Linked DNA regions of Sus scrofa: all the other regions are linked to region 1. The links are chromatin contacts, called in public Hi-C and HiChIP or PLAC-seq maps. All regions are on one chromosome and are shown on one strand. Each heading gives the region's core, a stretch centred on a gene start, on an enhancer-like site or on the middle of the called end of the contact. The rest is flanking DNA. Distances are from core to core; before and after follow the strand shown.

Evidence for each region. Hi-C and Micro-C count contacts between places; a contact is called where the count stands out from the background. HiChIP or PLAC-seq counts read pairs in DNA pulled down with a chosen protein or histone mark.
Region 2: an H3K27ac HiChIP or PLAC-seq map of skeletal muscle shows a contact between it and region 1. The contact joins the promoter of SPAG8 here to the promoter of TPM2 in region 1. A contact is called at or near these places in 2 of 47 Hi-C or Micro-C datasets (liver and skeletal muscle) and 2 of 2 datasets of contacts at active chromatin or transcription factors (alveolar macrophages and skeletal muscle).
Region 3: an H3K27ac HiChIP or PLAC-seq map of skeletal muscle shows a contact between it and region 1. The contact joins the promoter of FAM166B here to the promoter of TPM2 in region 1. A contact is called at or near these places in 3 of 47 Hi-C or Micro-C datasets (blood, heart right ventricle and liver) and 1 of 2 datasets of contacts at active chromatin or transcription factors (skeletal muscle).
Region 4: a Hi-C map of embryonic fibroblasts shows a contact between it and region 1, with 2.3 times the contacts expected there. The contact joins the promoter of TESK1 here to the promoter of TPM2 in region 1. A contact is called at or near these places in 1 of 5 promoter capture datasets (fetal liver), 4 of 47 Hi-C or Micro-C datasets (embryonic fibroblasts, heart right ventricle, liver and 1 more) and 2 of 2 datasets of contacts at active chromatin or transcription factors (alveolar macrophages and skeletal muscle).

What each region holds. Positions count from the first base shown.
Region 1 is chr1:236,406,803-236,413,392 of Sscrofa11.1, reverse strand. It overlaps TPM2 (tropomyosin 2 (beta)), which reads left to right and starts at 3,777. Exons shown (of 9, transcript NM_001129947.1): 1 at 3,777-3,988; 2 at 4,419-4,544. The coding sequence starts at 3,875.
Region 2 is chr1:236,529,478-236,536,067 of Sscrofa11.1, reverse strand. SPAG8 (sperm-associated antigen 8) reads left to right here and starts at 3,887. Exons shown (of 7, transcript XM_005660229.3): 1 at 3,887-4,592; 2 at 4,695-5,496; 3 at 5,599-5,773; 4 at 5,973-6,018; 5 at 6,105-6,219; 6 at 6,342-6,404; 7 at 6,513-6,590. The coding sequence starts at 4,504. It overlaps HINT2 (histidine triad nucleotide binding protein 2), which reads left to right and starts at 1,623. Exons shown (of 5, transcript NM_001244328.1): 1 at 1,623-1,727; 2 at 2,953-3,093; 3 at 3,222-3,296; 4 at 3,385-3,457; 5 at 3,566-3,752. The coding sequence starts at 1,647. The coding sequence ends at 3,657.
Region 3 is chr1:236,321,692-236,328,281 of Sscrofa11.1, reverse strand. It overlaps FAM166B (family with sequence similarity 166 member B), which reads left to right and starts at 3,301. Exons shown (of 6, transcript NM_001243630.1): 1 at 3,301-3,400; 2 at 3,784-4,007; 3 at 4,097-4,314; 4 at 4,523-4,574; 5 at 4,661-4,858; 6 at 5,128-5,389. The coding sequence starts at 3,339. The coding sequence ends at 5,216. It overlaps RUSC2 (iporin), which reads right to left. Exons shown (of 12, transcript XM_001927812.5): 10 at 6,304-6,590; 11 at 6,072-6,209; 12 at 5,324-5,987. The coding sequence ends at 5,786.
Region 4 is chr1:236,338,586-236,345,175 of Sscrofa11.1, reverse strand. It overlaps TESK1 (dual specificity testis-specific protein kinase 1), which reads right to left and starts at 4,016. Exons shown (of 10, transcript XM_003121984.4): 1 at 3,492-4,016; 2 at 3,246-3,367; 3 at 3,080-3,128; 4 at 2,422-2,568; 5 at 1,999-2,081; 6 at 1,738-1,828; 7 at 1,438-1,521; 8 at 976-1,065; 9 at 722-836; 10 at 1-388. The coding sequence starts at 3,716.

The sequences.
Region 1 (6,590 bases), core at 2,528-5,027:
GCCTGCAGCTGTAGCTCTGATTCAACCCCTAGCCTGGGAACCTCCATATGCCGTGGGCGCAGCCCTAAAAAGCAAAAAAAAAAAAAAAAAAAAATTATCCCTAAATATAAGATCCAACCAAAGTGCAATACCACCAATGTGTACCAAAAGGTTATTGATAGGGTTTCGAGTAAAATGGATTTTACAACTAACGCTTAAAAGAATACCATCTGGCAAGTGTTGATGTATCAAAGAAGAATATCCACAATTACCTGAAAAGGCTACAAATGCCACTGTAAACTGTAAACTGCACTGGTCCACTTATATGTGGATCAAAAGATAGCTTACTACAGTATTACATGATCCAAGGCTGGGTCAATCTAAGGAGGCAGAATTATAATACACAGGAACCTAGCATACAATGGGCTAAGTTATGACCTTTCAACTTTGCAGACCCTTGTCTTATTTAAGGGTTAACTGTATACTATTCTCCTTTCCAACTATGTGTCTGTGTGAGACTAGACTTTTTTTCACATATAGTACTTCAAACAACAAATACACAGCAACAGATAGAAAGCACAAGTAGATTTTGAGAATCCAACTGTCCTCTATCAAGCCTGATATTAAAGAAATTTGCGAAAATGTATAACTGCCATACTCTCACTAATTTGGGGAGGTGAATATAGTGACTTTTTTTCTTTTTAGGGCTGCACCTTTGGCATATGGAAGTTCCCAGGCTAGGGGCTGAAATGGAGCTACAGTTGCTGGCCTATGCCACAGCCACAGTGCAAGATCCGAGCCGCATCAGCCACCTACACCACAACTCACAGCAACACCAGATCCTTAACCCAGTGAGTGGGCCAGGAATCGAACCCACATCCTCATGGATATTAGACAGGTTCTTAACCTGCTAAGCCACAACAGGAACTCCCAGTTTCCATTTTAATATGGTGAGTATTGACAGATATTACCCACTCTACCAGAAGCTTTTTGATCTTCAAACCCTACTGTCAAGGGGTTCTAGGACCAAAGTTTGAGAATTGCCCCACCAGACCATGAGTTCCCCTAGATCCACAGAGTATCATTGTGTATCCTGAACCTGGTGCACAAAAAAAGTCACTAGCAAATGTTTATCAAATGCCAACGCTATGCTTGAGGCTATGCCAGGCACTGGGGATTTAGAATTGAAAAAGATAGCCACTCCCCTTGGCTGATAATAACTGTATCCCACGGATCCTGGGGGCAGAGCTTCAGTGCCTGCCCGCTTGCATCTTTCGCAAGCGTCCTATCCTAATAAATCTATTTCTTGCCTAAAAAAAAAAAGAAAAAAAGAAAAAGATAGGCCCTGGCATTCTGGAGAACTCACAGACCACTAGGCAAACAGGTATAACAACAGTCATAACAGGGACTATGCCGAGACAGACTGTTAGGAGCTTGCCCCAAGAATAAGCATTTATTACATGCAGAGGGTGGGAAGGGAAGAGGCTAGGGAAGCCTCCTCAGAAAAGTTGACACGGTCTGAGTCTTTACAGCCACCAGGAATCAGCCAAGGGAAGGGCATTTTAGGGATATATAACAGAATGTATAAAGCGGTAGCTTTGGTGTTCCCATGGTGGCACAACCAGATCAGCCGTGTCTCTGCAGCACCAGGACTCATGTTCAGCCCTAGCCCAGCACAGTGGGTTAAAGGATCCAGTGTTGGTGACCAAAAATGAATTAAAAAAAAAAAAATGGTGGTAACTTTTAAGAAAAGCTTGGTGATTTCTAGCTCCTGCACTTAGCTCAGTATGAATGCTACATGAAGTACAAATCTGTGTGCTGAGAGTGAGGTTGGAACTGAAAGGAGGTAGGGCTAGAGAGGTAGGCAGGTGCCAAAACAAAGGGCCTGATACACCATATTAAGAAATGTGACTTTTACTGGCAAAAGAGGGAGGGCGAAGGGAGGGGCTTTTGGAGCATCTTAGGGTCCTACTTGTACCAACTTTTTCAAAGATCTTTGTGTAACAAGGTCGAGGAGAGTTGGGGGAGTCAGGAGTTCACAACAGACCCAGGCAGGAGGTAATATAAGGAGCTGCCTGAGGAGGAGACTTCAGTGGAAGAAGCTCATTTGTAGGAGCAGAACCTACAGGATCAAGGGACTGTGGGAAGTGAGAGGTCTGGCACTGGCTACAGGGTGGATGGAAGACTCTTCCAAGAGTTTGGGGAGAACAGGGAGATGGAGTGAACACCAGCGGGCGGTGGGGCCGGTGGACCGGGAGGTGGGTGAGGAGGGGACAGAGGTCAAGTTTGTTCCATGTGTAGCATCGGTCCACTAAGCAGATCTAAATACATTTCCGCCCCCACCTCCCCTGGCCGTGGACCTATGGTTCCCACGGTTCCCACCCAGCCAGCAAAAGCCAGGCCTCCCGCCCCCCTGCCCCTGGGGAGCGAGGCTTCCTCTGCCTACCCTGGTCTCCCCTCCCCCCACCCCAAGGCGGCTCTCCACTTCCTCTCCCCTCACCCCACCCCAAGGAAAAAGCGAAAACAAACAGCCTCGCACGGGTGCCTCCGATTTCCCGACCCTAGGCCACGGCTCCCGGCTCCGGGAGCTGTTTCTGGCGGCCTCGGTCAGAGGGAACATCTCACCCCCAGCTCCAGACGCCCAGCAGCTCCGTAACTCTTGCCCTCGCCCCTGCCTTCCTTGCCCCATTCCGGCCCCGCCTCCCCACGGGAAACATCCCAAAAAAGGGCAGAAAAGAAATTTCAGCGTAAAGTTGGCCCACAGGGGAAGGGAGGAGAGTCCGCAGGGAGAAGGGGAGGAGAATGGAAGGAGAAGGGAGGGCGCACAGGGAAGCTAGGGGAAATCGGGATGGGTGGGGGTGAGTGGGGGGCGGGCGGTGGGGCCGGTGGACCGCGAGGCGGGGTGAGGAGGGGGACGGAGAGCGACTCGTCCCGGGTGGGGGTGGGGATGGGGGCGGGGAGCGCGGGTCCGGCGGGGCAGAAGTGGCCGCGGAAAATATGCGGGGCACGTGGGGGGCGGGGCGGGCTGGGCGCGGATCCGGGTTCTGCGTGCTCGGCGATGGTAGAGGAGGGGCCCTGGCTCCAGGGGCAGGGGCTGGAAGGGGAAGCGAGGGGAAGAGAGGTCAGGCCCGCCCTCGGGGGCAACAAGCCGGTCCTCGCTCCGAAGGGCTGCCGGGGCTCTGGGCTCGCCTCCTACCTCAGTTTCCCCAAGTCTCTGGTAAGACTCTCCACTATCACCACCATGTCCGTAGCAAAAACCCAGCATCTGGGACTGGGGTAAACTGAGGCACTCAAACTGCGGAGGAGCCCCGCCTCCCAAGAGACATTTAATCCGAGGGGATTTACAGGAAACTTCTAAATTAAGGGCAGCGGCTGCTGCAGTTGAGGGGGGGCCTTTTGGTCCCTGCGCTTGGGGCAGCTGCCGTGAGCTCAAGCCCTGAAATAGCCTCAGGGGCCCCAGCCGCAGCTGCCACCGGGCCAGGCTGTCACTCAGAAGAAGCACGGAGCCCCCTGCCCCAAGGTCCCCTCCCTTCCACAGCGCTAGTGTCTTTCTCAGCAGACCGTCCAGCTACTTTCCCTTCCGACGGCTGGGGGGGATGGGGTGAGGGAGAGGCGGAGCCCTAGGGGGCGGTTCCGAAGGGGTGGGCGTAGGGGGTGGCCGCGCCCCCCCCAACCCTGCTGTGCTTCTGCCCCTACAAGGTTTGGGCTGCAATGGGGGAGGGTCCTGGCCCCCGGCTCCGCCCGGTCCCTCCCAGCCTTTTAGGCGCCCGCGCGGCTGGGACGTCCCAGCCCCGCTAGGTCCTCCTCGTCCGCCACCCGTGCGCCCAGTCAGCACAGCCAGTCCCGTTCGCCCGGTCCACACTGCCCGCCGGCCGGCCGGTCCCCAACAGCAACCATGGATGCCATCAAGAAGAAGATGCAGATGCTAAAGCTGGACAAGGAGAATGCCATCGACCGTGCTGAGCAGGCGGAGGCTGACAAGAAGCAGGCTGAAGACCGCTGCAAGCAGGTGGGGGTCCCAGGCTCTGTGTAACCTCTGTCCCCAATCCGCAACAAGGGCAGCCTGTGCCACTCTGTGCTCCCCAGCCTCTGGCCTGCCGTCCAAGCCTCGCTACCATCCAGTGTGGGGGCTGGGCCTTCACAGTACCCCCAGGGCCCTAGCCAGAGCTACACTTCATCTCACCCACCCTCGTCCGAGGAGCCCCAGTCCCCTAATTTCCACTCCTCCCTTTACAGAGCCATGATGGGCCTTGCTCCTTGGGGCTGGAAGCTTTCTCTCTACTCCCACCAGTTCCCTCCCACACCCCTAGCTGCCCTGACCCTCCTCTGCTATCCCTCTTCCTCTCTGTCAGCCTCTATATATCTCTTAGTACCCCTCACACACACCCCTGCCTCCTGCCTGGGCCTGGGCCTGGCTGACTGAGGCATCTCTCTCCCAGCTGGAGGAGGAGCAGCAGGCCCTCCAGAAGAAGCTGAAAGGGACGGAGGATGAGGTGGAAAAGTATTCCGAATCAGTGAAGGATGCCCAGGAGAAACTGGAGCAGGCTGAAAAGAAGGCCACCGACGTGAGTGTGAACCTGGGGGGACAGTAGGAGACTCAGTGCTTTGGGAGGGGTTCCAGACATGGGGATGAGAGGGACTTTCACCATCAGGACAGAGACGGTTTCCTCTCAGGAACGCAGGCCAGGGCAAGCTTGCACAATTAATCCAAGACAGTGGGTAAATCAAAACCACTTACCACTTCCCCCTGAGAACACAACATTTTAATTCCATTTGGTTCCAGCTCTTAGAAGGCACAGTGATCAAGCAGTGAGTCATCGCGGGGGCGGGTGGCACAAGAATTTACCATCCACCTCAACTAATCTTCCAGCTGAAGATGGAGAGGAGACTGAAGCTACATTTGTGGGGTATGGGGTGTGGGTGGAGGTGCTGTTAGGCAGGAGGAGGGGAGAGGAATCCACAGATGGGCCTTGACTTGAGTTACACTGCTGGGGGGCCATTAGAAATTCCCTGGCCTTGACCTCTGGCTCCAGTGGCCCTGCTGTGTACTGGCGCCCCAGCTCAGGTTCTAACGGTCCCTCATTTACCCTCATTAAGCTGTCAGTCTTGAGACCATGCCAGGCCACAGGGCAGAGGGACAGGGCCACTAATGCCAAGGCAACCACCTTGGCAGCTCCTGTTCACTCTGAGATTTCTCTGCCCACCTCACACCCCCTAACCAGACTTCTCTACCTCCTGTTCTTCCCAGCCCCCACCTTAAGGTAGGAGAACAGCCATAAGACTTTGGCAATGGTACTTTCTCTGCCTCAGGTTCCCCATTTGCCTTCCACCCAGGATTGTTTAAGATGAGCCTGTGGTTGGGTGGATGCAGGGATTAGCACGAGCATGGTCTGAACGGCCGAGATGAAAGAAGACACTACGGTTTGTGTTGACCATTAGCCGTGCTCCCCATCCCCCCAAGCCCCCCAAGATTGGTTTCTCTGACCTCCAGCCTTTGGTTTTTGTTCTTCACCAGTCCTGGCACTTGGGAGGGAGCTGCCCTGCAGCTGCTAGTGAAGATGGCCCCGGGCATCTGACAGTCTATAAATAACCAAGGCCCAGTGCAGCTGGAGGCAGGACTGGAAATCCAAGGAGCTGAGTGGGGGCTGGAGGGGAGCTGGGGAGGCCAGGGACAGAGCTAGGGAAGCAGAGAGGCAGTGTGAGGAGTAGATAAGAAACTGCCCAAATTTATTGTGTGACCTTGAGCACAGCACTTAACTTACACAGTGCCTCAGTTTCCCTTTACTCTCTTGCTTCCCACTAGTCCAGTGGGGACAGCAGTGCCTGTCCTGTGGTTAGAGAGTAGCATCCAGAACTGGGAAGAGCTTAAGAAGCAGAAAATGGCAAAAGTCAATCCTGTGATGCAGGCCCTAGGATCTCCCAGATTCTCCAGTCATTTGTCACCCCACTACTATGAAGCGAGTCTTTTACAGACCTTCATCTCTCTCTCTAGAATAGACCTCCTGTGTCCCCCAGAGTCATTCTTCCCAACCCCCAGTGCTGTCCCCAGAATCCTTCCACACTGAGTCATCCGGCCCTGTGCCCAGGATGGGCTCTTGTCACTCTAGGTGGCTTTCAGCACCTGAAGGATAAGCTGCAACTACTTTCTATATATGGTGCTGTTTCCTCTGCCCTCTGGTATCACTCAGGACCTGCTTTCTACCCCCTCTGCCCCCAGAGCTGCCACCCATCTCTTCCCTTTCACTCTCTCCTTCCTGTACACTGGTCTGTTCTCCTTTCCAATCTCAAATTTCAAGGTCCCTATGTTTTTGTCTTTGAGGGAGAGACAAGGGATAACCTAATATTTATGAGGTGTGGATTCTGTGCAGGCAATGTGCATAAGTGCTTTCTGCATATTATTTTATTATTTCCCAAGGTTGACTTATCATCAGAATCACCTGGAAGATTAAAAAAAAAAAAAAAAATGGACGATTTCTAAGACTCTGCTCTGGAGATCTCAGTTCAGTGGCTCCAGCATGGAGATAGAGCACCTGTTTGTAACAGCCACCTCCCATATGGTCCTCTTAACCCACTATTAAAAGCACTGCATTATCTGAGAATAGCCTACAAAG
Region 2 (6,590 bases), core at 2,638-5,137, 120 kb before region 1:
ATGGGGAATTGATTGCAAATGGGAGAATAAGAATATAACATGCAATACATGTGTATTATATATTACGGAAAAAGAAATGAAAACAACAAACGTCATTCATTCCACAAATAATTACTGAGCACCTATATATGCCAGGCCATGTACTTTAAAAAAAAAAAAAACCCAAAATACAGTGGTGACTGCTGTCCTGTGTTAAAGTCAGACTTAAACTTACCTGGTGTGAGTATATTAGCATTTTGTGACCCCATGCTTTTTTGGTTTGGTTTGGTTTGGTTGTCTTTTGGGGGCCGCATGTGCCACATATGGAAGTTCCCAGGCTAGGGGGTCGAATCAGAGCTACAGCAGCCTGCCTACATCTCAGCCACAGCAATGCTGGATCCAAGTCGCCTAGGGGACCTACACCACAGCTCACCGCAACATCCGTTACTTAACTCACTGAGCAAGACAAGGGATGGAACCCGCGTCCTCATGGATACCAGTCTGTTTCGTTATTCTGGGTCACAACAGGAACTCCGTAACCCCATGTTTCTTATGTCAAAATAAATACATTCCAGCAGAACGAAATATACTACTGACTTAGCCATAACGCATTTCCCTTGTCCTTCAAACCGACCGACTCACTGAAAATGCCAGGCACAGAGCTAACCGTATCACACACTTTTCTGAAAGAACGAAAGAACACTGGACACATACTCCTTTGCTTAGTTGTGTGGCAAAGATAAGACACTCTTGCCTCTGCCCGTTGCAAAAAGAAAAGAAAAAAGAAAAAAAAAAGGAAAAAGACAAATGCAAAAAACGGCCCTCAAAACAAAACTACAGAATCTTTAATCTTGGAATGAATATGTCAACAAACACATAAACTAAGGAGGAACTGCCCTGAGACGAGTAAGTTAACATCTTTGAAGTGGTCAAGGGTCTGAAACCATGCCTGTGGGGAAAATGCTGGGTAGCTATCCCACCAGCTAAAAAAGACTCTGTCCCTATTCACCTTCAGTGCCACCCGCCCCTTTCTTCAAGGGACTCCTTGGGCCTGGGACTCCAGGGATACCGGTGGTTCCTGGAGCCAATAAGCGCCGAGTGTACCCCAGCAACCCTGCTCCGAACGCCGCCCTCCTCCAAGCCCACTCGGGAAAGAGTCTGCGAACTCCGAGCCTACGAACTCCGAGCCTCTGCGCCGCTGGCGACGGAGCACCGCCCCCTTCCTCCACACGCACAAGTGGCCCGACCCGAATAGGAGGAGTCAATACAGTAAAAATAAAAGCTCCACCACCCGCGAGCCGCTACCTAAGAAGGGCCGACATTGTGCTGAGAGCCAATTGGAGGAAAATCCCATCTCCAGGCTTCTCGGTCCTTCCAAAGGAGTGAAATTATCCAATGGTAAAGGAATTTCACGCTAACTAGAGGATGAAGCCAATAGAGTGGAAAATTCTCCCTGGAGTTGGCAGAAGAAGCCAATCGGATGAAAAGATTTCGCTTCTACCGTGGAGGCGGAGCCAGTGGCGTGCGGGAGCCCGAGGGCACGACCCAATGGGATGGCAGGGTTCGCTCCCCGCAGCGGGCGGAGCCAATGGTCGCCGCGCTCCGATTCAGAGGGCGCAGAGCCCAAGCGCGGGGCGGGGTGGGAGGTTCCCACGGCGGAGGGGAAGATGGCGGCGGCCGTGATGCTGGCCGCCGGGCTATGCATGGCGCGCCGGGCGCTGGCGGTTGCACGGCCGTGGGGGGCGCAGGTGAGAGGTGGCCCTGGGGCAAGAAGGGGGTCCCGCGGACTCTGACGCCCTCCAGGGCCGGAAGCCACGTTCTTCCCCAGCTCGCCCCCGCGTGCGTAGCCTTGCGGCCTTGTGGGGCGGGAGCCCAAGCGTCCTGCCGGGAGCGTTGCGCCTCCCAAGGCGCAGGCTTCAGGAGTGTGCGGTGAGGTCGGACTGGCGGTCGCGAAACCCTCGCCGAGGGAGAAGCGAACTGGCGATGACCGACGCCGTGCCCAGACCGGGGCGCCGAGGTCGGCACAGGGTCAGTGCAGCGGCTGCTGCCTTTGCCCGGCCAGCTGAACGCCTGCTCCGGGCAGCTCCTCAGTGCCCCCTGCGGGACGTGAGGTTTTTTTGTCTGGGAGCCAGTCTTCTGCTCCGTCAGGTCCTTGGCCTTCTCCTGAGCACTAGTGCTAACATCTCTTCTTCCCCCTTGCCAGAGCGACTCAAGGGGTCAGATTCATCCCGTCCCATTCTCCCACAATGTGACACCTCTGACGTCAGCCTACTCTCAGCCCTTGGAAAACTGGGACTTCCCTAACCTCAGTCCCCTGGGGCTGGGTTAGTTGTGTTCACTCAGCTGAACGCCTCCCTGCACTGATTCAGGGGACTGGAGTCAAAGTTCACAGTAAGAGGTCAGATGTGACACCTAGACGCCCTTGTGTCATACAGGGCAATTGTATTAAAATATGGCTAAAACAAGTAACAGCTTAAAGATCAGAAAACAAGTAATGGAATTAAGTGGAAACTTACTGAAAGGTGAGAACAAATGGAAAAAGTTCCAAGTAGTCCTAAGAGATGATGCAAACCACCCTCTTTATATTTGAAGCAGAAAGAAGGGGTTTATCTAAGGTGATTAAATAGTAAAATAGGAACTGGGACCTAAACCTCCAGGTTTTCATTCTGGATCCTTTCCCTTGAAACAGCGCTAGATTTCCTCAACACTTTAGGAGCAGTAGTCGACTGCACTGCTGAATCCTGCATTGTAATACGGCCTGTTACCTAACTAGGCCCAGCAGTATCTGGCCTTGCTCTCTGCTGTTGATGCTCTGAAATCGAGGAGCTTTTCCCCTGGTTGGGAACCACTAATAGGTTCTTGGAAGGGTGAAATTAATGCCTTTCAAAGCCCAGCCTCTGTCAGCCCCAACTGATTACATGGGAGAGTGGTATTGCCAACTCCCTCCCGTGGGTGTGTCTGACCCACCTGCAGGTCCGAGGAGCTGCAGGTGTGACTGATGGGAATGAAGTGGCCAAGGCCCAGCGGGCAGCTCCTGGGGGAGCAGCCCCAACCATCTTCTCCCGGATCCTGGATCGAAGCCTCCCAGCTGACATTCTATATGAGGACCAGCAGGTGGGGTACCCTTAGGACCCATCCCCTTAAGAATTTCATAAATACCATCCAGTTTGTTGAACTAACATGGTGGCCTCTGGCATGTTCACTGCTCCCAGTGTCTTGTATTCCGTGATGTGGCCCCTCAGGCTCCTGTGCACTTCCTGGTCATTCCTAAGAAGCCCATTCCCCGGATTAGCCAGGCTGAAGAAGAAGACCAGCAGGTGGGAAGAACAGGGCCAGGGTTTGGCTGAGGGAAAGGTTTTGTTCCCTGTAAATGAAGCCACCTGTCTCCCTCCCCTTTCCCTGTAGCTTTTAGGACACCTTCTCCTTGTGGCAAAGAAGACAGCAAAGGCTGAAGGACTGGGAGATGGATACCGACTTGGTGAGTGACATTTGGCCCTTGAGCCCCTCACCATCAATTGATCTAACCTCTCAATATGATCTTCATTCTTTGACCATCTTAACCCCCTAACCCGACGCACCATTTCAGTGATCAACGATGGGAAGCTGGGTGCACAGTCTGTGTATCACCTGCACATTCATGTACTTGGGGGCAGACAGCTCCAGTGGCCTCCAGGTTGAACCTACCAAAGGACCAAGGACCCCAGACTTGGATGCTTGGACGGGGTAGGGAAATAACAGGACCCAATGATGCCAATAAACTTGTTCTCCCTCAATTCTGGATCCCTGTCTTAAATATATAAAGATTTATACCTCAAATAGAAAAGAAAACTGATTCAAGACTTTGATCCCCCTTGACTATGGTCTGAAACACTAAGGAAGCCCATGATGCAGTCAAAGGAGCACTTGCCTGTGTATCTATGAGTTCATGACTCATGGTCCACCTGGGTTAAACTTCTAGAAAAGCAGCAGTTCTAAGAATGTGCCTGAATAAGTAAAGCCAGTATCCCAAGACTTGCTCAATTCAGATACCAAGCCAAGTTATAAGGGGGTCTGGAAGGAGGAGGGTCAAGGTGAGGGCCTTTCATTGGAGAAGTTATCACACTCAAAACATCTGCTGCCCCATGTCTCACCATTCTGTTTAAGCTGTTGTCTGATGTATTTTCCACCTTAAAAATTTTAAAAAGATGCCCCACTTTTGAGAATGAAATTAGGGGAAGCTACCATTGTCCCTTGTAGAAACACATCAAGTAGGCTTTTGTCTGATTCCACAGCACTGTGCCTGTATTCAACACAAAGAACCACTTTAGAAAGCCTCCAAAAGTCCTGCGCGGGTATGAAGGGCGAGACCTTAGGCCGGCGAATCTTAGCAGCCAGGCCGGATGGAAAGCGCACTTCCCAGAGTGCACCAGATTCAAGACTTCCGCCCCGCAGAGAACTTGCCTCCACCCCCACCCCCACCCCCACCCCCACCCCCACCCCCGCCCTCCACGTCCGCCCAGCTCTAGTTCTGCGCAGTCTCCTGGAATGGTTTGCCGTCTCTATAGCAACGCAGTACCCAGTAGCGAGTGTCGCAAGATGGAAACCACTGACTCCACAGAGCTATCGCCATCGCGGTGAGATCTGCAGCTCTGGCTGCAGGCATAAGGGGACAAGGAAGGTCAGTGGACTTCCCCCGCTGCCCTTTTGACGACTTTGCCTTTTTCACTTTTTTTCAGCTCTTTAGACGAACAGCCTAGCTCCGAAGAACTAGGGACCACTTCAGATCCCTTGCCTTCTTTGGATGGCCGTCATAGGTCGGCTCTGGCAGCTGCAACTGCAGCAGCCTCAGCAGCTGCTGCAGCCACTGCAGCTGCCTCCACTGCCAAGGCAGCTGCATTATCTACACAGACCCCAGCGCCCTACTCAGAACGGAGCCTTCTCCTGGAGCCCTTCTCTGACAATCTTACTGCGGCGCACCACACCACCCCCAGATTTACCCACAAGATAGGCCATGGGAGACTTGGCTTTGAGCCTGTCCAGGTCTCCCATATTGCTCGAAATTCCTACACTGCAAATGATCCTATCTCTAGCCAAGGCCCTGTTCCTGGCTCCAGCTCTGACCCTGTTCCTGGCTCCAGCTCTGGCCCTGTTCCTGGCTCCAGCTCTAGTCCTGGTCCTGGCACCAGTTCTGGTCCTGGTGGTGGCTCTGGTCCAGGCCCTGGTGGTAGATCTGGTGAAGGCACTGGTCCCGGTCCTGCCTCTGATTCTAGGCATAGTCCAGGCTGTGGCCATGACCCTGGGTTCAGCTCCTCTGCTCCTCCAGGCTTCAGAAACCCAAGGGCAGATCTGGTCCCTAATTATGCCTCCTGGAGTCACGACAGCCACTGGGAGCCTCAGAAACAACCCTGGAAATTTTTGCAAGTATCAGAACCTGGCACCCGAGGACACTGGAAGCCCTCTGAGGTTGAAGGGAAGAGTAAGATACCCAGTGAAACACTGCCACGGGGCCAGTGCCTTCTCTACAACTGGGAGGAGGAGGTATTAAGGTTTTGACCTGCTCTCTCTGCTTGAAAGCTGCCCCCAGTTGATGAGGGTGGGTACCAGAAAGGATATCATGGTCATTCTACTTGGGACCCACAGAGAGCCACCAACCACCTGGATCAAGTCCCAAGCATGCAAGATGGCTCTGAGAGTTTCTTTTTCCGACATGGACACCAGGGGCTGCTGACCTTGTGGCCACAGTCACCCATGTCCTCCAGAACCACCCAGAAAGATTCATACCAGCCCCCAGGAAACCACTCTCAGCCAGTCCGAGGTACGAAGTATGAGAGAACGGACCAGAACGAGTCCATGAGAGAAAAAAGGAGAGGAAGGAATATCGGGTGGGACTATGGATTGTCTGATGGATGTAAGGGCAAAACCTGATTCTCCTTCCTTTTCCCAAATAGTTTTCTTTGGGGCCTGTGTCTTAACCAGATTCCCCCCCACTCTGTCCATTCCCTGACCTCCCACAGGGAAGCGTGAAGCCATGCTGGAGATGTTCTTGCGCCACCAGATCTGGTGAGAAACTGGGTGCAGTTGGGAAAGGGGAGGGGGAGGACAAAAATCAAGGGAAAATGGCCTTGACACTCCCCAGGCCTGTGTAGTAAAGAGGTGCAGGCAGAGCAGGAAGCCACAAGGAAGGACTCTGAGGTCGAGTCTGTGACACATCATGACTACAGAAAGGAGCTGGTGCATGCAGGGCCTCCTACTCCAACAAGGGTAAGAACCTACCCCACCCCACTTGGCCAGCTGGGCCCTGACAGCCTATGGGAGAGCAGCAGGCCCAGAGGTTGAGAGAGGGAGCTTCAAGCCAAGAGTTATTCCATATCTCTCCCTCACAGCCTCATGACTACCGTACTGAGCAGCCTGAAACCTTCTGGATACAGAGGGCACCGCAGCTACCGGTATGTGAGAGGGACCAGGTGTTTGGGGGGAGGGGGCGCAGAAGGGGAGAGGCTGCTCTGTTCTGGCTTGAGAGCTGGGTCTGTCCTCATTCTGGGTCTGTCCTCCAGGGCGTCAGTAACATCAGGACGCTGGACACGCCATTCAGGAAGAACTGCAGCTTCTCAACACCAGTGCCTTTGTCTCTA
Region 3 (6,590 bases), core at 2,052-4,551, 85 kb after region 1:
TATTCAGACACAAGGAATTGCTACTTAGTTATTAGAACTTAATGTAAAAATTACATCCTGGAGCAGCTGCTCTTTATGCATCATCTCATCTACCTTATCCTCCTCAATGAGGTAGTCACATTAGTTTATCCATTTTATAGATGAGAAAACTGAGGGCTGATGAGATGAATTTGGTCAGAGTCTGTACCTCTAAGTGAAGCTAGAATTTGAACTAGTGTTTTTGTGGTGTTTTGTTTTAAATCATGATGTCTTTGACTGTAAGTAAAAGAAAACTTAAAGTGGCCATAACAATAATGAAATTATTTCATAAGAAGGTTTGTTAAGTCAGAGGCACTACATTACCATCAAGGACCCTGGCCTTTCTAGTCTACCATCCATCCTGGATTCAGGCTTTGTCTCCAGGTTAACTTAGCTCTCCACAAGGTTTTATGATGCCTGCCAAACTTCCAGCATCACATCCACAGAATTTCTAGAGACAGGAAAAGCCATGATTCCTCTTGTCCATCTCTCTAATTTGTTGTTCACCTTTTTAAAGAGCAAAGAAACTTTTCCTAGGATTCACCCTCATGCCAGCAGACTTGGCCTCATACTATCCAGACTGCTACAAGCCCATGCCTAACCAGTCATTGGCAAGGAGAATGTTCCACTATGATGGGCTTAGAGGAATCAAGACTTAATGCTATGGTTGGCTCCAAGCTTCCCTGAGGTTCCTGGCTGCTTGGTAGAACAAAATTAAAGTTCTGTTAGGAAGAAGGGAGATGGTTTTAGGGAATAGGTATGAAGTGTGCAAACAACAGTGTCTGTTGCAGAATCCAAAAGTCCAGGTTGTTAACCCTGACACGCTACTGCTATTCCGTGCTCTCTCCGCAGCTCCCACCCTTAGTCTAGCATATTCCATTCGAGCCAAATCCCCTACAGCTCTAGCTCTAAATGACACATACCAAGGTTGTGCAATTCCTGAGAGGTCAGTGAAACATGCTGGGTTAGCCCAGACACTGTAACAGTCTAGGGGTGGGTGGAGAGCAGAGCCTCTGCCTCCCAGAAAGGTGGACCAGCCTGGCTCTGACTTAGCCCCAGGTCTAATCATGCTTTCCCTGTCCAATCTCTTTCCCTGCATCTGTATTCTTTTTTTTTTTTTTTTTGCCTTTGCTAGGGTCGCTCCCGCGGCATATGGGGGTTCCCAGGCTAGGGGTCTAATAAGAGCTGTAGCTGCTGGCCTATACCACAGCCACAGCAACATGGGATCCAAGCACATCTGTGACCTACACCACAGCTCACAGCAACGCCAGATCCTTAACCCACCGAACAAGGCCAGGGATCGAACCCGCAACCTCATGGTTCCTAGTCGGATTCGTTAACCACTGAACCACGACGGGAGCTTCACCCAGGTCTGTACTTCTCTTAGAATCTGAATTGTTTTCTTAACAAATTCAATCTGCCCCTTAATATTATTTATTTTTGTCTTTTTAGGGCTCACCCATGGCATATGGAAGTTCCCAGGCTAGAGGCTGAATTGGTGGCCTGCCAACACCACAGCCACAGCAACACAAGATCCGAGCCAAGTCTGTGACCTACACCAAAGCTCATGGCAATGCCGGATCCTTAAACCACTGAATGAGGCCAGGGATTGAACCTGCATCCTCATGGATACTAGTCGGGTTTGTTACCAGTGTGCCATGCAGGAACTTCCTGCCCCTTAGTTTTAAACCCCAACATTATCTTCATATCTCCTTCCCCTGAACTCCCACAGTGAGAAAACTTGTATCCACTGAATTTACTAACTATTCATTGATCTCCTATTTGTGTAGAAGCTTAAAGACAAAACTAGACAACTGGAAAGGAAATTAAGTTTTAGTAGCTATGTGCCAGGTGTTGGGATAAGTTCTTTCACACACACTATCTGACTTTATTCTTTTTTTTTCTTATTCTTTTTAAGGCTGCACCTGGAGCGTATGGAAGTTCCCAGGCTAAGGGTCAAATCAGAGCTACAGCTGCAGGCCTACGCCTCAGGTTGCAGCAACTCCAGATCCTTAACCCACTGGTTGGGGCCAAGGATCCAACATGCATGCTCATAGACACTATGCTGGGTTATTAACCCACTGAGCCACAATGGGAATTCCTGACCTTATTCTTAACAGCACCTTGGTAGGTTAGGCTAGGCTATTTTAAGAGTTAAGAGTTTAAGAGTTAAGGGATTTCAGGAAGTTCCTATGTGGTGCAGCAGGCTAAGGATCTGGTGTTGCCACAGAGTTAAGGGATTAGGGATTTAAGAGTTAAGAGTTTAGGGATGTTAAGAGTTTGGGGATTTCAGGAAGTTCCTATGTGGTGCAACAGGTTAAGGATCTGGTGTTGCCACAGCTGTGGCCCAGGTCCCAAGTACAGTGCAGATTCAATCCCTGGCCCAGGAACTTCAACATGCCATGGTTGCAGTAAAAAAAAAAAAAAAAAAAAAAAAAAAAAGTTTAGGCATTTCAGGTTCAGAAGAAGTCACCTTGTTCAAAGAAGGTAGTTTGGCTCAAGGTCACAAGCTATTTGGAACGCATGACTGCCTGACTTCACACCTGTGTACTTTGCTCTACCCTGTTTATTGCTACAAAACATATTTGCATACATTAAGTTGAGTCTCACGACAATAACAGGGTGAATGGTACTATCTGCATTTTATAATTGAAGAGAGTAGGGTTCAGAGATACTAAACGACTTGTCCTAGTCATATGGAGCTTAGCCATTCAGACTCTGCCACTGTAGAGTGTGCCTGGCAGAGCAGGGCATATTTGTTGAATAGATGATGATCTGGACTATAGTAGTAATTCTTGTCAAATTATATTATTGAAAATAAACAATGTCACTGCCTAGAGTTCTCTAGGTTCCTTTTCTCCCCCTATAATCTCCCCTCTGGGCTTTCGTAGGAACTCTATCACCTTCCACCAAAACTCACAAAGAGTAGAATCCACATCTCCTCAGGGAGGTGCTCAGACAAGGGCTTAAGAAGGAAGGGCTCTCTTTTGAGACAGAGCTCAATGGACCTACAGTTTTAGTTCTCCCACCTCCCACTTCAGGGCTTTCTTGGGCCCTGGAGTGCCGCAGCTGTACTCAAGTCTTCTCCCTGCCCCCAGGTGGCAGGACTGTATTTGCTCTGGGACAGACAGACCCGTGAGCCTCTGCTCTCCTGTCCCGCAGGCCTGGGCCCTGGCAGTCATCCCACTGGTGCTCCCTCTCCTCTCCTCCCTGAGCCCCGCCTCCTGCCTCTGGCTCCACCTCACCGCCCTGGACACAGTCAGTACACACAGCCCAGAGGCTTAGCTCAAAGAGAAACAAAACGAACTGACTGGGTTCCCATGACTATGGCTAGCACCTTCATACCAGGGCTGAACCCTAAGAACCCACATTATATCCCAGGGTAAGACTTCTACCCAGAGCACACCCCTGTTAGCTTCTGGGAATAAGGGTAAGGATACAGGAACTGTGCCACCTGGGGGTGAAGTGGACATGATGGCGTGGGAGGCTTAGGGCCGGGACATCTATGTTGGATGGAAAAGGAAAAGCAAGGGAATAGGAGTAGCCAGGCTTACCATGAAGCTTTGTGTTGTGTTCTCCACGGTAACAGGGTAACAGTAGAGGGGAAGGGTTGAAAACACAGACAAAGAACTAAGAAATGCCTGCTCCAAATATACACACAGCTGAGTCCAGAAATGATCTGGGAGTGAGAGGTCTCTGTTCCCATCTCTGGGGACGGTGAGGCCAGGGGATTCTGGAGGTGAGTGGGTGAGACTTGTGCTACAGGTACACCGGACACTGCCCACTACTTCGGTTCAGCATGGGTCAGACCTACGGGCAGACAACTGGTCAGCTACTTCGCGGCTCTCCTGGCCTAGCGTGGCCCCCTGCCCATCGCACACTTCTGCCTCCCATTCGGTCTCCAAGATCTCCTGAGATTCCCAGGAGAAGCCTGCCTGTCAGGCGTGGACATGAAAGGCTCAGCTCCAGCATGATCCCTGGGTATACAGGTTTGTACACAGGTATGAACAGGTACCCCCAACCTAGAACAAGGGTCCCCCACACTAACAGAAATTTTCCTTATCCCCTGCCCGCCTAGGTTTTGTACCCCAGGCACAGTTCATCTTTGCCAAGAACTGCAACCAGGTCTGGGCTGAAGCTCTGAATGATTTTACTCAGTGGTATGGGGGACAAGGGAGTCAGGAGCTACCAAAGGAGGCCAAGGGAGAAAAAGACATGGAGAAAGACCAACAGCCAAAGCTGGAGGCAGAGGTGGAGGCGGAAAACGAGCCAGAGCTGGGGCAGGAGGTGGAGCAAGTAAGGCCAAGAAGGCTGAGGGGAGTACAGTGGGGTGGGAGTTGGAAGCCTTACCTCTCTGTGGCCAGGCCTGGGGTGACCGTGAGTAGTATGGCTGTGGGTACAGGGACGAGGGCTAGACTGCCAGCTCCACCTCCCTGGGAGCTTGTGTTCCAGCCCAGGGGCTGAATTTGATAGTCATGTTTTTCTTCTATTAACTTCTCACAAGGCTTCCCCTTATTCTATGGATGACAGAGATCCTCGAAAGTTCTTCATGTCAGGTGAGAAGTTGTAGGTAACGACCAAAGGCATGGGGCGGGCGGTGCTCAGGAGGTCCTGGCTTAGTATTCCCCCTCCAACCCCCTAGGCTTCACTGGTTATGTGCCCCGTGCCCGCTTCCTCTTTGGCTCCAGCTTTCCTGTGCTCAGCAACCAGGCACTGCAGGAATTTGACCAGATGAAGTCACAGGGCAGATCCCAGAAGGATCCTAAACATCTTCCTCCACTTTCCAGGACCTACCCTCATAACCTAGGCCTTTTGCCTAAATATGGGGGGTATGTGCCAGGTAAGGCAAATCTCAGAGGGAGGCTTTGGGGACTGGAATATTTGCGTGTGTGTGATAGATGGAGGTGGTTTGGGGGTTGGTACCAGTAGATACGGGGGACCTTGGATCACGTGGTTCAGCTTTATCATTGCGGAGATAAGGAAACTGCTGTAGCTCCTAGTTGGGATTAGGATCAGATTTTGGAGGGTAGCTTGAAGGTTCTTGGTAGCTGGCTGAGAAATAACTTCTCGGCCTCCGGCTATAAATGACAGATTCTTTTCACCACACAGGGTATAAGTTCCAGTTTGGCCGCACATATGGGCATCTCACCCATGATGCTCTGGGCCTCAGCACCCTCCAGAAGCAGCTCCTGGCATAGGTACCTGGACTTCAAGTTCTCTCTTCCCTTTTCATCCTATCCCAGCCATCCTTTTGTAAAGAAGAAAGATGGGCTGAAGGGTGGGAGGAGGCACAAAGAGAGAATGGTTTGGAGGCCGAGCACCTTTTTTATTAATAGGTGTAATAAATAAATAAATAAATACATAAACAGAAGCCTGGGCTCCTCCTCCCTCTTCTGACCACCAGCACTGGCCACAGCCTATTTACAGCTGGAGGCTTAGGGGGCTGGCCCTAATACTGTCTTCCATCCTCCTCACCACTTGGCCTAGGGAACCCTGCAAATGGGCCTTCTGGTCACCTCCCCCCATAGGGATGTGCTGGGGAAATTCTGGCAGCCCAGTGCTGCGCCCCTCCCCTCCTTCCTGGGTGGAGGTCTGGACGGAGTCACTGGGACAGTTAAAGAGGAGTTATTAATACTGAGCACAGGGATATGTGGCCCCTAGCTCTTGGTCTACTCTCTGTAACCAAGCCAGAGGGCTTGGGAAGGGCTCTCAGGCTATGAGTCTAGGGGTCGTGAGGGTCCCTGAGGCCACCAACATGCACAGGGCCTCAGTTTTGGCTGCTTCCAGGGGTTGGACTTGGAGTTGGGGTCAAAGTCACATAGGCCAGAGGCACCAGGCCGGTGTCAGGGCCCCGGCTGCAGCGCAGCCAGTCTCCTCCGGCTGGCCCCAGCACCCGTAGGATATCTCCCTTGCGGAAGCTCAGCTGTCCAGGGCCTGTGGCCAGGTGGTGGCACAGTGCCTTCACCTCGCTGGGGAAACAACAAATGGAAGTCAGAGAAACCCCACCCAAAGCTAAACCCAGCCCCCAAATCCCTCTGTCTCCCAGGGCTCACCATGGAGATTTGGAAGGCAGGGCTGGAGAGTGTGGCTCCTGTAGGCTCTCCTTGGGCTCTGGTTCCCGGCGGGCACCCACCGTTTGTGCCACTAGTTGGAACATGGACTTGTCCAGGCTCAGCCAGTCCGAGGGTAGCCTAGGGGATAGCAGCCGGGTCTCTGGGTCTGTCTATGCCCTGACTTAGGTCAGGTTCCCGACTCCCTCAACCTACACCATGGGCTGTTTCTCACCTGTTTGTGGGCCGGGCCTCCCGCTGAGCCTTCCGGGACCCAAAGAGGTGTCCCCACTTGATGCCCCCAGGTGAAGGTTCTGAGGCTCCTTCCTCACTTTCTGCTGGGGGTGCAGCGGACCCCTCCCTCTCCCGACTGCGCCTCAGCTCAGCCAGTACAGAATCAGGAGGGCTCCCCATCCAGAAGGGCCAGCCCCTGTCCCGGCCAAGGGTCTCCTCAGGGGCAGGGCAGGCCTCAGCTCCCTCTACAACTCCCTCTCTTGGGGGTGGACCCCCACTTCCTGCCCC
Region 4 (6,590 bases), core at 2,767-5,266, 68 kb after region 1:
GGGCCCATAGCAGGAGGGCCAGGACCTGGCAGTGCTGTCTCCATTCGTCGGGGGAGTTCAGGGGATGATGGTAGCGAGCGGCAGCGGCGGGCAGGTGTCCCAGGCTGGACCAGGGTCTCTGGAGTGGTCACCAAGGGCAGCTGGGTGGAGGGCAGTGAAGGTGGCACAAGGGGCAGGGGGGCGGCTGGCTTGCTGGGTGTGTCCAGGAGCTTGATCTTGCCACCCCTGAGGTCTTCCCGGAGTGAGAAGGGGTTGACTCGAGTCAGACTGTCCCCCCAGTTAGGGGGTGATTCTGGCGATGGGGGCAGGAAGAGGTCTGACCGGCTTCGGGAGAGCCGGGGGTCTGGCCTGGGCAGTGTGGCAGAGGGACCCCCTCTTGGAACAGACCCTATAGACAGAGAAGTGTGTGGTCACTGTTTTCAGCATTGATCACAGTTTCCTGAGGGCCTCCTTATGCACCAGGAGGCTGGTGAGACTAGAACTGTGAAAAGGGAGTCCCACAGGGGACTTTGGATAGAGAAAGGTGTCACCTCCACCCCCTTTTACCTCTTTTCTCCTACCTATCCCTCAGGCTCTAGAATTAAAAACTCTCTTTTTTGAGATGTCCTTTCACTCTACTCCCACCCCCAGCCTTCTCAACTAATAGATACACTTAGTCTCCCCAGGTAATTCCAAGCTCTAAGGAAGAGAGAAACAAAAGGATTTTAGTTTGTTCACTTACCCTGACCATGTGTCAGGGGCACCCGGGAGAGGGGGGCTGGCTCAGGCAGCTGCTCCAGGATCCATTCCAGGTGCTGGGTGATCTCGGTGAAGGGCGCACGAGTGCTAGGTTCCATCTGATGGGTAGAGACAGGGGCAGCTTCACTCAGTGTTCCAAGAGAGGGTCTCCGAGCTTTCCTCCCGTCACCTGGGACGGCCAGCTTGGTCAGCTGATGGATGGGGGTGGAAGGCAGGGAGGGAGAGTGAGGCACTTACACTGCAGCAATGGATGGCCAGGAGCAGGAAAGGCAGTGGGCAGTCATCCCCCACCAGGGTCCGGAAAGCAGGCACATCCAGGCCAAAGTCCTGTGGGGACAGAGAGGAGGGGCCTCTCGGTCAACCTTCCTTGAGTTTTCCTTCTGAGCCCCGACCAGGGCCTCGACCTCCAGGGACCCCCTCCTTGGTTATGAGCTGCCCAGTCTGGAGGTGTTTTTTTTTTGGGGGGGGTCACACCCGCAGCTTATGGAAGTTCCCAGGCCAGGGACTGAATCCAAGCCACAGCTGTGACCTATGCCACAGCAGCAGCAACACCAGATCCTTAACATACTACACCAGGCTGGGGATCAAACCCGAGCCTCTGCAGCGACCAGAGCCACTGCAGAGACAGCACCGGATCCTTAATTGCACCACAGCACCACTCCTAGAGTTTCTTTTTTTAAACTTGGAGACATCATTCACCTCAGTACGGGGTAGGTAGTCAGGGTCCGCAGGTACTCTTGCGATGAGCTCACAGAGGACAATCCCAAAGGCAAAAACATCAGCCTAGGGGTAGAAGAGAATGTCAGGGGGAGGCAAAGATAGTTTCATGTCAAGTCAGAAATCAGGGGAGTCTTGCCAGTTTTCATGTGTTGGAGAGGGTGCCTGTGAGGGGTCAGGGGGATCTTGGGCATCTCCTAAACATCCGGTAGGATTGCTGCAGAACTTGGGATGAGGCCTTATAAGAGTATCTCAAGGGTCTCCTGAAGTCCTATATCTTACCTTCTCATCATACAGCTCACCCCGCAACACCTCTGGAGCCATCCAGTATGGAGAACCCACCACAGCCAAAGGCTCCTTCCTTGCCCCTTCCCTGTAAGGGCAGGGGCAGAGGCTGAGTGGCCAGGAACATCCCACCCAGACACCTTCCCAAATGAAAGGGGATGAGGTCAGCCCCCACCCCACCCCAAGGGAAATGTCCCTGTGGGCTTCACTTAGATTGGAGCCTTCTGGGAGGTTTAGTGGGTGGGGCATTCACCTCACCTATACACAGGAATCTTTTCGGCCAGCCCGAAGTCACCCACGACTGCTGTGAAGCCTCGGTCTTCGCGTCGGATCAGACAGTTCTGAGATACACATATCGCATCCATACATGCCCATCACGTTCGGTTCTCTGATCTCCCAATATACGCCCCAAAGACCTGTCACTTCAGAATAATCCCAGCCCTCTCTAATCTTCCAGTTTGCCAATGCTCCCCCATCTTTCAACGTCATCCATCACTCCAGAAACAGCACGATACTCAGTCCCTCAGAGCACTCCCCCTCATCCCAGTCCTCCCCTCTTTCCAATGTCTTGCTACTCCAACATCCTGATGTCTATTACCCACACTCTAATATTCATGGGCTAGTTACAATCTAATAAATCTCAAATCTCCTTTCATGCCCCCACCCACCTGGCCAGCCTACCTTGGAGGTGAGGTCTCGATGGAATACACCTTTGGCATGCAGGTACCGCAGGCCCCGGGCGATGTCCAAAGCCAGGCGGAGCCTGACAGGCCAGGATAGGGGTTCAGGGGAGCTGAGCAGCTGTTCCAGAGTCCCCCCATTCATATACTGGGTCACAGGGGTAGGAGAAGGGGAATGAATGTCAAGATTTCAGTCAGTAGCCTAGGTCTCCCACTTTTAAGCCAGGGGACCCAGGAGGATCACAAAGTCAGGAGGGTGAGTCTGCTCTAGGGCTCCTCCATTCATATCCTGAGCCTGTCCTGTCCCATACACACGCACAACTATTTAAATTTAAACAAAATGGAACATTCAGTTCCTCAGTCACACTAGCCACATTCCCAGGGATCCTTAGCCACATGTGGCTAGTGGCTGTGGTTTTGGACAGCGCAGATATAGAACATTTTCATCTTTGCAGGAAGATCTATTGGACAGCACCGTTCTAGAGGATATAAAGGACGGGACCAGCTGAGGCCTTTTATTTGTGGTTTGCCTAAAGGGAAGTTCAGGAAAGCCTCCCCTGGGAGGACGTCCTGCTGCCCCTCATTATTCGTCTGTAGATGCACCAGGCCGCTGACTCGCCCCTTGGTGGTGGGGTCCCCCCTTGCTGGTTCATCCTCACCTCTGTAAGAGCATGCAGCTGTCCCTGGTGCACACAGACCCCCATGAACCTGGAAGAGGATGGGAAAGACAGCAAGGTAGTCTGGAAGAGTCCCGGCCCCTGGACAGTTCCCACTTTTCCCGCGGGATCTTTCCCCCTCCCCCAGCAAGCGGTTGGGGCCGCTCACCTTAGGATGTTGGGGTGCCGAAGTCGGTTCATCAGCTGCACCTCCCGTAGCGTGTTTCCCCGGTTACTGGGGAGTCTGTTCATTTTCAGCACCATGACTTGCCCTGACTGTCGGTGCCGAACCTGGGGGCAGCAGGGGCTGGCGAGTCCCGCGCAGGTCGGGCGAAACGCCAGGGTCTGGGCCCCCTTGTCCCAGCCTCGCGTCTAAGGCTCGGTCCCGCCCCTCTGCCCTCTCTGCTGGTCCTACCTTGTAGACCTCAGAGAAGAAGCCGGCCCCGATCTTCTCCGCGCAGTGGAAATCGTCCACGCGTGCCAAGCTGGACACCGCGCTGCGGAGAGCCCGGTAGGAGGAGGGGCGGCCCCGGCCCGGGCCTCCGCCCGCGCCCCCCGGCCCCGGGGGCCCCTCCCCCGGCGCCTCTCCGGGCCCGGGCCCGGGCCCAGGGCCCCGCAGTGGGGGCCGTTCCCCGGCCATGGCCGGGCCCCCCAGCCCGGGCCTGCCTCACATGGCAGGGTTCCCGGGGCCCGGGCAGGCCGCGCTCGCCATGGGTGCGGGCCCAGCCGGATCCGGGGCGCCGGAGCTCCCACTCCCTCTCCCGCCCTGGAGAATGGAAGATCTGCCGAAGCTCCTGGGCCCGCCCCCGCCGCGCCGGCTTGCTGCGCCCGGGTGGACGCCGCTCCGCTCGGCTCTGCGCAGGGCCTGGGCCTGGGCCTGGGCCGGGCGGTGGCGGTGGCGCTCCCGGGCGCCGGCGGGCAGGCGGGGGTACTCCCCGCAGGCGGAGGCGGGCGGGCGGGCGGGCGGCGGCTGCTCCACTTCGCCGCTGGGGCTCAGGCTCCGCGGCCTGCCGGGGGCGGGGCTGAGCCGGGCCTCTGCTTAACTCCTTCGAGCCCGCCTCGGGGCAGCGGCCACGCCCCCTCAGGTGCGCACCCCGCCACCAGTGGCCGGGACGCCCTAGGCTAGTGGGTCTGAGAAGTCGGGGTCAAAGAAGTTAAAGCCAAAGCTAAATAACGGAAGGGAATTAATGGCTCATTGTGCGTATGCGCAGCTCAAAGGTCTTTTAGCTGCCGTGAGAGCCCTTTCTCCCCTCCCTCCCTCGGGTCTCTGTCTTTTGAGGGCCAGGCTCTGGAAGCCGCCGGACTCCTGGACTCCATGGACAGGCAGGGTAGAAAAGTAGACCCCTCTGGTCCCGCCACAATCGGGGCAGCAACCTACCCACCTGCCCAGCCTCCGCCCTGGCCGAGCCTGCCCATTTCCCAGCTCTCGACCCTTACACTTTAAACCTCCGACTCCCTGACACTTTGTACCTTCCCCGGAGGTTGTGACGCCCCAGAGCTGTAGTGAGCCCTTGGCCAGCCCATTCCAGGTGTGGCCCCAAGTCCTGCTCACTCCATCCCGCCTCTCGCGAAAAAAGTTTAGATTCAGGGGCTTCTGCGCACTGACCACACAGCCTGGAGCCTCCTCTTACTATTTCGTCCACATGCCCTTCTTTCTCAAAAGAGAAGTCTCCACCTGTAGGGAAATATCCCACCCCTTGGCAAAACCCCGCCCCTCAAGGAGCCCTCCCCCTCAGAGAACCAACTCTTTCCTCAGTGAGAGTCTCTCCTTCAGAGGAACATCTCCGCAATGTGACCATGCCGCCAACAGTGTGTGCCAGAATCCCTCAGTGCGACACCCCTCCTCTGTCCGTCTCGCCCTTCCAGGGCGAACCCCACCTCTCAGAGCGATTCCACCCGTCATTGTGACCCCTCCTCTCAACGTGACTCCTCCCCTCGGTGTGGCCCAGCCCTCATCAGTGTGACTCTCCTAGGCAGGTACCGCCCCGCATTACGTAGGAATCCGATCTGCCCCCTCAGGCGAGAGGAGGATCTGCAGCCGGCCTCTAAAGCGGCGCGGCACCCTGAGTGCGCACGCACCGTCTCAGGACCCTGTGCGCATGCCATACCCAGCGTTTTTGGTTCTCCGCTGGCTCCTCCCCGTCCCGGTCATCGGCGGAATAGCCAATCATCGACGGGGGTGGGTGACGTCGCTCGATCCTGGAGTCCTGTCTAGGACGAGAGGTTGGGGACGTCAGTGAGCCTTTTGCCCCCTAGCGGCGGAGTGGAGGGCGGCGTGGTGGAGGCTGCGGGCCTCAGGAGTGAGAAAGGATGCCAACGAACTTGAGGCAACGTGGCTGAGTTCTCTTCAAGAATTCTAAAAGTACTATATTTCTATTTCTGTGGAAATCTAAAAAGAAAATTAATATACGCACAGTCCACATCCGTGTGGGTGACCGACTTCTAATAGAGTCTTGTCCCATTTTTGTGGAGAGTTGGAGCCACCAACTGTTTGTCAAGAGCTAATGAGAAAAGAAAAAGGAAGTCTTAAATTATAAATAATAGTGCAGTGGGGTCGAGAGAGGCCAGGTGCTGTCACAGTACAAGGGAAAGTTTCACACAAGTTTAAGGAGAAAACAAGAGAGATTCACAGTCCTTCCACAGCCAGTGGAGACAAACCAATCTTGAGAACCATCTGTGCCATGTGCATTGTAATTCATTCTTCCCGAGGCAGTTTGGTCTCAGCAAAACAAACTCATTCGTCACATTAAATGTTAACATCTACAACTATTTAATTTGTAAGTGTCCTTTCTATAGTTGTATAAGATCTATAAACACTAGGAATTTACGCCTCATTTTTTTGAAGTAATATAATTTAATTGGCCCGTGTCTGACCCTTTATCCAAGTTTAAGAATATCTATAGTTGTTAATAGTGATTCCTAGCAGAGGCGCCACGTTCCTGTTTTAGACAAATGATGATTGTTGTATGGAGGTGTGGAGACCGATTAGGAAGGAGGCTCTGGCAAGTCTTCAGTCAGGAGGGCATGAGGAACTCAACTAGGATAGGGGTAATAGGGAAAGAGAGGAGGAAATATTCAATTAGAATGGGAAGACTTGATTGATTTGTATCCAAAGTCAGTCAGTCCTGTGGAAAGAAAGAGCATCAGCCAGAATCATTTTAAAGTTTCTAGTTTAGATGGTTGAGGATCAACTGAGATAAAGAATTCAGGAGGAAAGGTTGGGGGAGGGGAGGTAGGTGATTGCCATAAACAAAGGGGTGATGATAAAGACAACTATGATGTTGGCTGTGATTTTCCAAGTAGGGAGGGAGAAATAGGCAGACAGTGGATTCTTGGGAACAGCAACAGTACTAAGGTGTGGGTGGATGAAGAGAAGTCCATGAAGGAGACTGAGAAGATGAAACATATTGAAATACAGGAATAGAATCTTTTTTTTTTTTTGAGTGCATAAAATTATTTAGAACAAAGTATAGGTGTTTATAATGTAAAATCAAATTGAAACCTGTGTATAAAA